Linked DNA regions of Hordeum vulgare: region 2 is linked to region 1. A link is a contact called in public Hi-C data. All regions are on one chromosome and are shown on one strand. The core of a region is the stretch at or near the end of the contact, and the rest is flanking DNA. Distances in the headings are between cores, read along the strand shown.

Region 1 (4,183 bases), core at 904-3,403:
TGTGGACTGCCCCATTAGGATGCATGCCCGTTTTGTGATCACTAGGAGGAAACGATCAACCATATGCTGCTCACATGTGAGTTTGCTAGGACAGTATGGATGACAATCTATGTGGCTATGGATAGACCGGCGTGGGTCTCAACTCCACAGAGCTCCCTCGCATCATGGGTGTGTGATAAGCAAGGGACCAATGGCATGGGCCTAAAACAACTTCATACGATCTTCATGCTTATAACTTGGGAGCTGTGGAAGCACCGGAATGCCATCATTTTTGATGGAGCATCCCCTTCAATTGTGATACTAATCCGGAGAGTTGTGTCGGAAGGTATGGTGTGGGCATGACAATCATCTAAAAACGAAGCTTGGGCCATTTGTTTAGTAGAGTAGAGTTTGGGTGGAGGCTTTCTTTGCCTTTCTTCTTTAATATATGACTAGCAAATATGCTTGTGCGTTGCAACGGGAGACAAAAATATTACGTTATAGCCAAATAAGTATAGCTCAATACCCCGACATATGAGCATCTTTTTTTCTCTACTTAACACGGTGGCCCATCATGTTGTCACTTATCTTTTCTTCCATCCACGTTAATGATGGTCGTGGTGTTCATGTGATCAAATTTTGTTGATTGACGTCCACTATCTTTTTTCTGAAATGCATGAACAGTTTTTTACTCAGTCGATGAACTTTTTTAAATAGAGAATAAATTTTAAAATTCATGATTTTTTTAGTTTTTCTCAACGTTGTTTTTTTTTACTTCATAGACATTTTCTTCGAATTCACTGATATGTTTTGAATAAATGGTCATTTTAAAAATCATGAACATTTCATATTTGCTGAATATATTTTTGAAAATTGTGAATCATTTTATAACATATGAATAGTTTTTAAAATCATTAATTTTTTAAACCGTGAACGTTTTATTATTTCGTGAACCTATGTTTTAATTCCCAAACATTCTATGGTTTCATGAACAATTTTTTTCAGAACTCAAAAAATTGGAATTTTGAAAAATCATGAATTAATTTAAAGAAGGACAAAATAAATTGAAATGATAAAACGTGGGTTAGCCCATGAACTCGTGTTTTCTGCTATAAAAAGAGAAAATCAGTGTTCATGTGATCAAGTTTTGTCGATTGATGTAAATTTATCTTTTTTCTGAAATGCGTGGACATTTTTTTATTCAGTGAACATTTTTTGAATCGATGAAATTTTTTGTAAATGGGGAACAAATTTGGGTATTCGTAATTTTTTTAGTTTTTCTCAACATTTTTGAAAATTCATAGAAATTTTGTGAATTATTTTGTAATATGCGAACATTTTTTTAAAACCATCAACATTTTTTGAATCTGTGAACATTTTCTAATTTTCTGAACCTTTGTTTTAATGTCCAAACATTCTATGATTTCGTCAACATTTTTTTTCAAAACTAAAAAAATTGGAATTTTGGAAAATCACAAATTAATTTAAAGAAAAATATATATTAAAATAATAAAACATGGGCTGGTCCATTAACCCAGATTTGCTGCTATATACAAAGAGAAATAATAGGGATGAAAAAAGTTGTGCCTATCAGGGATCGAATGCGTCCTTAAAGCACCGGGCAGTGGTGCTGCTCTGCTAGCGCTGCTGCCACTGTCTCAGCGTTCAGGCTTGCGTGCGGAAGAAAAATCCTATACGACCTGGTCGTGTGCAGCTGAACCGGAGACCCTCTCCCGCGTATGACCACTGGCAATGCGAATCTCAAAGCAGCGGTCATCTCATTTACAATTCCTATAACCAATTCGATCTATCCAATTGACAATTGTCCACTCGTAGCCACCAACGCTAAAGATGCCGGAGTCGCCGAACTCGCCTTGGGGTAGGTAGCTGATAAGAGAGTAGTTGGCGATCATGAAGCCCTGCAGGTGTCGCCAGCGATGGGATGGCTTGCACCCGCATGCAGTGTCCCAGCACGGGACGATGTCACTAAGCAGGGGCGCCGCATGGTCGTGGGTCGCGGTGGTTCTGGCGAGGGACCTTCGGCGGTGGCACTAGAGCTCCTACGATGGTGTGGATGGTAGCATCGAGGTGGGATGAGCCCTCGTTCGTCAGCGGCTACAGATCTAGTGCTCCCTGGATCTGGCGACGGGTGGCTGTGTGCAGCGTAGGCTGCGACCAGTGAGGGCCAACGGTGGTCGCCCTCCATCACGCAATGGTGTCCACTCGTGATGGTGGAGGGTAGGATCAAATGCGGATCTCAAAGCACCGGTCATCTTGTTTCCAAATCGTGATTCCTATAACGAGTGGGATCTATCCAGATCCTCAAAAGTCTAGCCGTTGATGTGCTCGTTGACGCCAGACTGTAAGATTGGTTGGAAGTGTATCTCTCCCATACGGGTAGGGGTGCAAGCGGTGCGGGTTGCCCGCAATCCCGCAAAAGCCGCCCCGCATAAAACATGCTTTGCGGGACCCTGCGGATAACCGCATAATTATGCAGTCACTTGCGGGCTGTCCATGAGAACCCACATCGTGCCCGCATAGGCGTTTCAATTTGTATTAGTTTCGTCGGTGTTGTAAGTGTGCGTTAAAATTTAGAATACAGTCTGCATTTTCTACGGTTCCACTCGAGCACGCACTGGTCTTCTTTGTGGCAGTTGTCGTTGGCTTGATGAAGCAGCGCAGCGAACTGCCCAGACCGGTGTTGTTGCTGCTGAACGAGCTGCGCGCGCTGGCATTGCTATTGCACCTCTGCAGCCCGGCGTTGGTGTACCACGAACACGCTGAAGCACCTCTGCACCTCTGCAGCCCGGCCAGGCTCGGAGACCGCCCGAGTGAAGCTGCTGAAGCAGCTTGCGAACAAGCTCGCGGGATGGGTCATGGTAGTGGACGAAGAGAACGGTGAGGTGCGGATGGCGCTGACCGGCCATTGAGAACGACGACTAATCATGTGTATTAGCGAGACAAAACAAGAAAATATGTGGGCTGGCGGCTCCCTCTTAACCCACACATCCCGCATCACGGTGAGCCGTGTAGCCCACATATCATTCGCGGGCAGGATTATGGGGCTGCGGGACGACGGCAACCCGTCCCACTTGCACCCTTGCATACAGGCCACGTGAGTTATATATATATTTATGCAAAATCTTGTCGTGGCTTACAAGCTTAGGACTATCGCATGGATGCGTCCACATACTCGAGGATAGAGGAAGGGTTTAAACTTAGAGGTAGAAGTCGGTTATAATGCAATTCTACTATATCTCTACTTTGTCTAACACTCCCCCTCAACCTAAACACTATGGTATTTTACCAAGGTTGATATTGTACCTGAAGTCATCTAACCGTTTCATTGTGAGAGGTTTTGTAAAGCCATCAGCAAGTTGATCACATGTAGGTATAAAACTTATATTAAGCAGCTTGCGTGCTATACTCTTTTACAAAGTGAAAATCAACTTCAACGTGTTTGGTATGTGCATGAAAAATAGGATTAGGTGAAAAATATGTTTCAACAATGTTGTGCACCTCAACCTTGCAGCTTGTGAAACTTTAATTCCAAGTTGATGAAGCAATGTCGGAATCCACATTACTCCAGCTATAGCATTCGCTAAAGCTTTATACCCCGCCTCAGTACTTGATCTTGAGACTGTACCATGTTTTCTTGCACTCCATGACACAAGATTTGTTTCAAGAAAAGCTCTGAAGCCACCCGTGGACCTTCTATCATCAATGCACCCTGCCCAATCTCCATCACAATGAGCAGTCACAAGCAGAGAGGGGAACTTGACAATCTGAAGTCCAAGTCCCTATGTAAACTTGAGATAACTCGGGACTCTCTTGACTGCAGTCCAATGAGATGAAGTTGGGGCATGTAAATATTCACGTACTTTGTTCAATGAGTATGAAATATTAGGACGTGTAAGTGTCACATACTGTAATGCACCAACAATACTTCTATAGTTTTTTTCATCCCGCGAACCAAGTTCTTCTCCACTTTCAACCGAAAGTTCTTCTAAAGTAGAGATTGGGGTGCTGAGAGGCTTATAGTTCTCCATACATACTCTTCGAAGAATATCATTTGTATATTTTTCCTATGTAAGAAGTATGTCATCTTTTACCTTTTTAACTTCAATTCCGTGGAAGTAATGAAGATCTCCTAGGTCCTTTAGAGCAAATTCCAGTTTCAAGTCCTTAAGAAGACAGGTAGTTG
Region 2 (4,581 bases), core at 1,389-3,888, 860 kb after region 1:
CCCGTCATCGCTACTGTTTTGTCACTTGGCTGTCTCACGGTGTCGTCATACACACCATCCCACATTTGACTCTGACGAGTGTGTGGTTGTCCTCACCATGATACCAACAAGTACATGTCCATCCTCATGGGCAATTTTTGTAAGCTCAACATGGCATCCTCTGCTTAACCCCTTCCTGCTTCACCTTCACATCTGACCAACCTAACATCTCCCCGCCTCGCCTTCCTCCATATGGCCCAAGGTTGAGATTAGCTCCCACCACCACCCCAAAAGGAAAGTTTCCACGTCCAGATCCAACATTTTTGAAATATCTTCCCTTAATGGTAGCCAGGAGCCAACAATGTTGATTTGCTTGGTTAAGCGAAGGTTGAAAACAAGTCTTGCTTGCATGGTAAGGGGCCATTGATCGACTGAGGACTAGTCTTCATTTCTTCGTTCTTCATATAAGTGAAGAACCTCACTCTTGGATTACCAAATGGTGGTGAGGTAATACCCACTAAATTCAAATATGTCACATAAAATCACGTCCGTGCCATTTCACTGTGGATTTATCCCCTCTCCCCTACCCCACCAACCAAACATGTCATTTCCTATTCATCGCTCTTTGCTGTGACATGTTGAGAAAATTCATACATAAGATCAAACGAAGTGATCAACAAGGCCGACCTAATTAGCCACCTTGGATGTCTAAGGTTAGTTTTTTTAGTTTTGGGAAGGTTCGTTTAGTTTTTCATCCTTCTTGTATTGTTTTATCCTTTACATTGGTTCTACCCTCTTTCCGTCTTTATATTCTTTTATGAAATGTTCCTACAAGTTTGAAAAAACGACAAGATTTTTAGAAATGTATCAGACATTAAAGAAATATTCAAGCTTTTTTCAAGTTCACATTGTTTGAGAAAATATCACTAAAACTAAAAATGTCAGATTTAAAAAAACTGTTAAGAGCTTTAAACAAGATGTTAACAACTGCTTTAAAGATGTTTGTGTTCTTGGTAAATGTTCAAAATTAGTAAAACAACTTTCACAAAAGTCAAATGTAGAAATTACCCTTTTGTTCTATGATGTTTTACCTTTTCTACTACAGTCGGTTTATCTTGAGAAAATCGACTCGACGGACAGACGTAGGGATCCCTAAACGAACCGACACTCAGAGCGCCCAATAGTTTCCAGCGAGGAAGACGGTGGGAACTCCTATGTGACGTGTTCTGCGACACACTCTCGAGCAAATGCGCAGGGTGAGTTTGACCTGGGCTGGCCCAGTAGGGGAGTGTACTGTAGCATAGGATCGAAAATATAAAAAAGGAAAACGCGTCAGAAATCCTCTAAATCGGACCCTGAACCTCCTGCCTGAGAAACTTTCGTGACATATACATACTGTAGAAGTATTGTAGCTACTAATTTATTAAATAGTGCAGTCCTTTATTAATTATTTACTCGTGGGAACGCGTTGCAGCTGAGTAAAACAATACTGCAGAAGTATTGTAGCTACTAATTTTTTTTCAACATTTTTCTAAACCTTTAAACATTTTTCCAACATGCGAACATTTTGTGAATATGTGAACAAAATTTAAAAACAGAAACAACTTCTTAAATACATGAATAAAATTTCAAAACAAGAACATTTTCTGAAATTTAAAAACAATTTTTGAAGCGGGAACATTTTTTGAACTTTTGTACATTTTTTGAAACAGGAACTTTTTTGAACTTATGTACATTTTTTCAAAAGGCAAACATTCTTTAGGAAATGGAGAACATTTTTATAAATTTGCGAAGAAAATTATAAAACACAAACTTTCTTGAAATTTCTAAAGAATTTTTGAAGCGGGAACTTTTTTGGAACTCCTAAAAATCGAAACATGAACATTTTAACAAATTTTGAAAATTGAACATTTTTCGAGTTCCAAATAATTTCTAAATAAACTTCCGAATATTTTTTCAAAAACACAAACAAGATTTCAAAGCATGAACCATTTTTTCCTCCTGCAAAAAGAAAACATGAACATTTCCAAAAGTTGTGAACTACTAGCTGTTAAAGTGGGAACATTTTTAAAATTACAAAAAAAATAAAAAGTTATGAACATTTTAAAGAAAAACGTACCAAACAAAATTTGAAAAATGATCAATTTCGAAAATTGCGAACAATTTTAAAACACGGACATTTTTGAACTCATAAAAAGTGGTCATTTTGCTAACAATTGTTGAAATATGAACTATTTTAAAATTTGTGAGCAACTTTTTGCAATTAAAAACAATAATGGAAACAATTGGTTATAATGGAAAGATTTCTTGAAATTCTGAACATTCTTTGAAAGATACAAACATATTTTGAAAATCCTGGACCACAAAACATTAGCACAACGATTTATAAAAAAATTGGAAAAGAAAGGAAAGAAAGAAAATTAAAATTGAAAAAAGAAAGAAAAGAAAAAAATAAATAGGGACAAAAGGAAAAAAAGGAAAAGAAAAAAGAGAGAAAAATGGAAAACGAAAGAACAGAACAAAGAAAAAAATGGTGGGGAAAAACCGGCTAAAACTTCTAGAAGTTCGAAAACAGAAGACATTGAAACGCTTAAACGGACTGGTCCATCAGGTTGCTTCTAGGTTGTTTCGCTGTGCGAAGGGTCGACAGTTTGATGCAGCGAGCTACGAATAGAATTTTCCAAAGATGGTAGCCTCGCCCGAAGCGAGACTCTAGTGGGCCAACCCAATAGGATTGTGTGGGTTTGTTACATAGGACTATTTAGTTCGGTTTTCTTCCTTTTTTATTTTCTTTTGCACTCTTTTTATATTTTGAAATGTTCTAATGTTCTAATTATACATATATATCCCAAAATAATTTATTAAATTTTGTAAAAACGTGCTTGTGCAATGGAAAATGTTCATGCATTGTCAAAACGTGTTTGCGCAATTTGAAAAAAAGGTTCATGACCTTTTCATAAAAAAACATCTGTTTTAAAAAAAATGTTTCAAAAAGTGATGTTTTATTTAGTATCTACACAGTTTATTTTTTGAAATTTAAGAAAAATCATACGTTGCATAGATATTTTAGGAAAAATTAAGAAACAGTTACGAAAATATGTGGTGAAACTTTGGGAAAATGTTTATCAATGTAGTAAAAAAATTGCATAGCTATCTTTATGAAATCTAACAAAATCTGTATACAATTCAGAAACATGTTTTGTACCAATCAAAATAATATTTGTGACCTTTTGGAATAAATGTTCTAAGAACTAAACAAATGTTATGCATGCTTAAAAACATTCATGGCTTTTCTAAGAATGTTCAATGTGTGTTAATAAGTGATCACCATATATTCACAAAGTGTTCAGTGTACATTTGACACAAGATTCAACATTTATATAAAAACGTTCAACTTGTATACAAAAAAATTCAATGTGTATTTGAAGAAAGATGAAAAATGAAAAAGAAGTACAATCCAACTAGAAAAAAACAAATGAATACCAATTAGAAAATGCATGGAAAAGGAGAGAATGAAGAAGAAGAAGAAGAAAAAGAAGAACAACAACAACAACAAGAAGAAGTAGCAGTAGTAGAAGAAGAACCAAATAATAAGTTATAAAACTCATGTGAACCAGTCCATAAAAATCTTCACAAAACCGCTAAAGGAAACAACAATCTTGTGCCGACCCTTAGCAGAGCACCAGAGGCCAGATAAGCGATACATAGCCCTTGCGACCATGACATAAGCTAATAGGATGCTCGTGTAGGCCGCCTTCAGCGCCAGGTGGTGGCGGAGCTTCGTGTAGACCAACATGAGCCATGCCCCCCTTAATTTTTGCAACTAGCAAAGCATATGCTACATTTTAAGCCTGAGTAAACTTTAAACTAGAGATTAGCACCTTCTTCTTTATTAATTTGCTCCCCTTCAAGTAATGACCCCCTTTTGGATTTTGCTCAAGCTCCGCCACTGGCGTCAGAAACATGATACAGTACTTATGCGCGCCTCCAAGCGCGTCGTGGCCAAGGAGAGTTCGATCCTTGCCCAATCGCTCACTACGCAATAGTTTTTTTTTCTATCGGCCAATGGTTAACCAGCTGTTCAACGGTCAACTGTTATTTTCTAAAATGCATTTTTATTATCTTAAAAACTGATTTTTTGTAAAATTTCAAAAATATAAATTTAAAATTGTTCATGGATTTTGAAAAAATATCACATGTTTGAAAATGGTCATCAAATTTGGAAAAATATTTTCTGAATTTGAAAAGATCAGCATTTTGAAAATATATCACAAAATTGAAAAAAAGTTCATCAAATTTGGAAAATGTACATCGACCTTGAATTTTTTTTATCAATTTTGTAAAATAGTTGATAAATATGAAAAAAAAATCATAGCTTTTAAATAGTTCAGAAATTCGAAAAATGTTCATCTGTTTTAAAAACATTATTAGAAAAATAAGAACGTTCATCGAATTTGGGGGGAAATCATCTATTTTGATAAACAAATTCTCAAAATTGGGAAAAAAAGACCGATTTTAAAGAAAAATTGAATTTCAGAAAAGTCATCCATTTTAGAAAACAATCATTGAATTTGAAAAACATAAGTTCATCAATTTTGATAA

The links. A called contact is a pair of places that touch in the nucleus more often than the background predicts.
Region 2: a Hi-C map of leaf shows a contact between it and region 1, with 4 times the contacts expected there. The contact joins two enhancer-like sites. A contact is called at or near these places in 2 of 6 Hi-C or Micro-C datasets (leaf and seedling).

What each region holds. Positions count from the first base shown.
Region 1 is chr4H:456,195,673-456,199,855 of MorexV3_pseudomolecules_assembly, forward strand. No RefSeq gene overlaps it. Among protein-coding and RNA genes, the nearest start is that of LOC123451592, 5.9 kb to the right of the region's middle. Within about 2 kb of position 2,154, at least 3 of the 3 cell types and tissues checked have open chromatin away from gene starts, as enhancers often do. A contact at or near this core is called in leaf, where this site is marked.
Region 2 is chr4H:457,050,478-457,055,058 of MorexV3_pseudomolecules_assembly, forward strand. No RefSeq gene overlaps it. Among protein-coding and RNA genes, the nearest start is that of LOC123448941, 230 kb to the left of the region's middle. Within about 2 kb of position 2,639, at least 1 of the 3 cell types and tissues checked has open chromatin away from gene starts, as enhancers often do. A contact at or near this core is called in leaf, where this site is marked.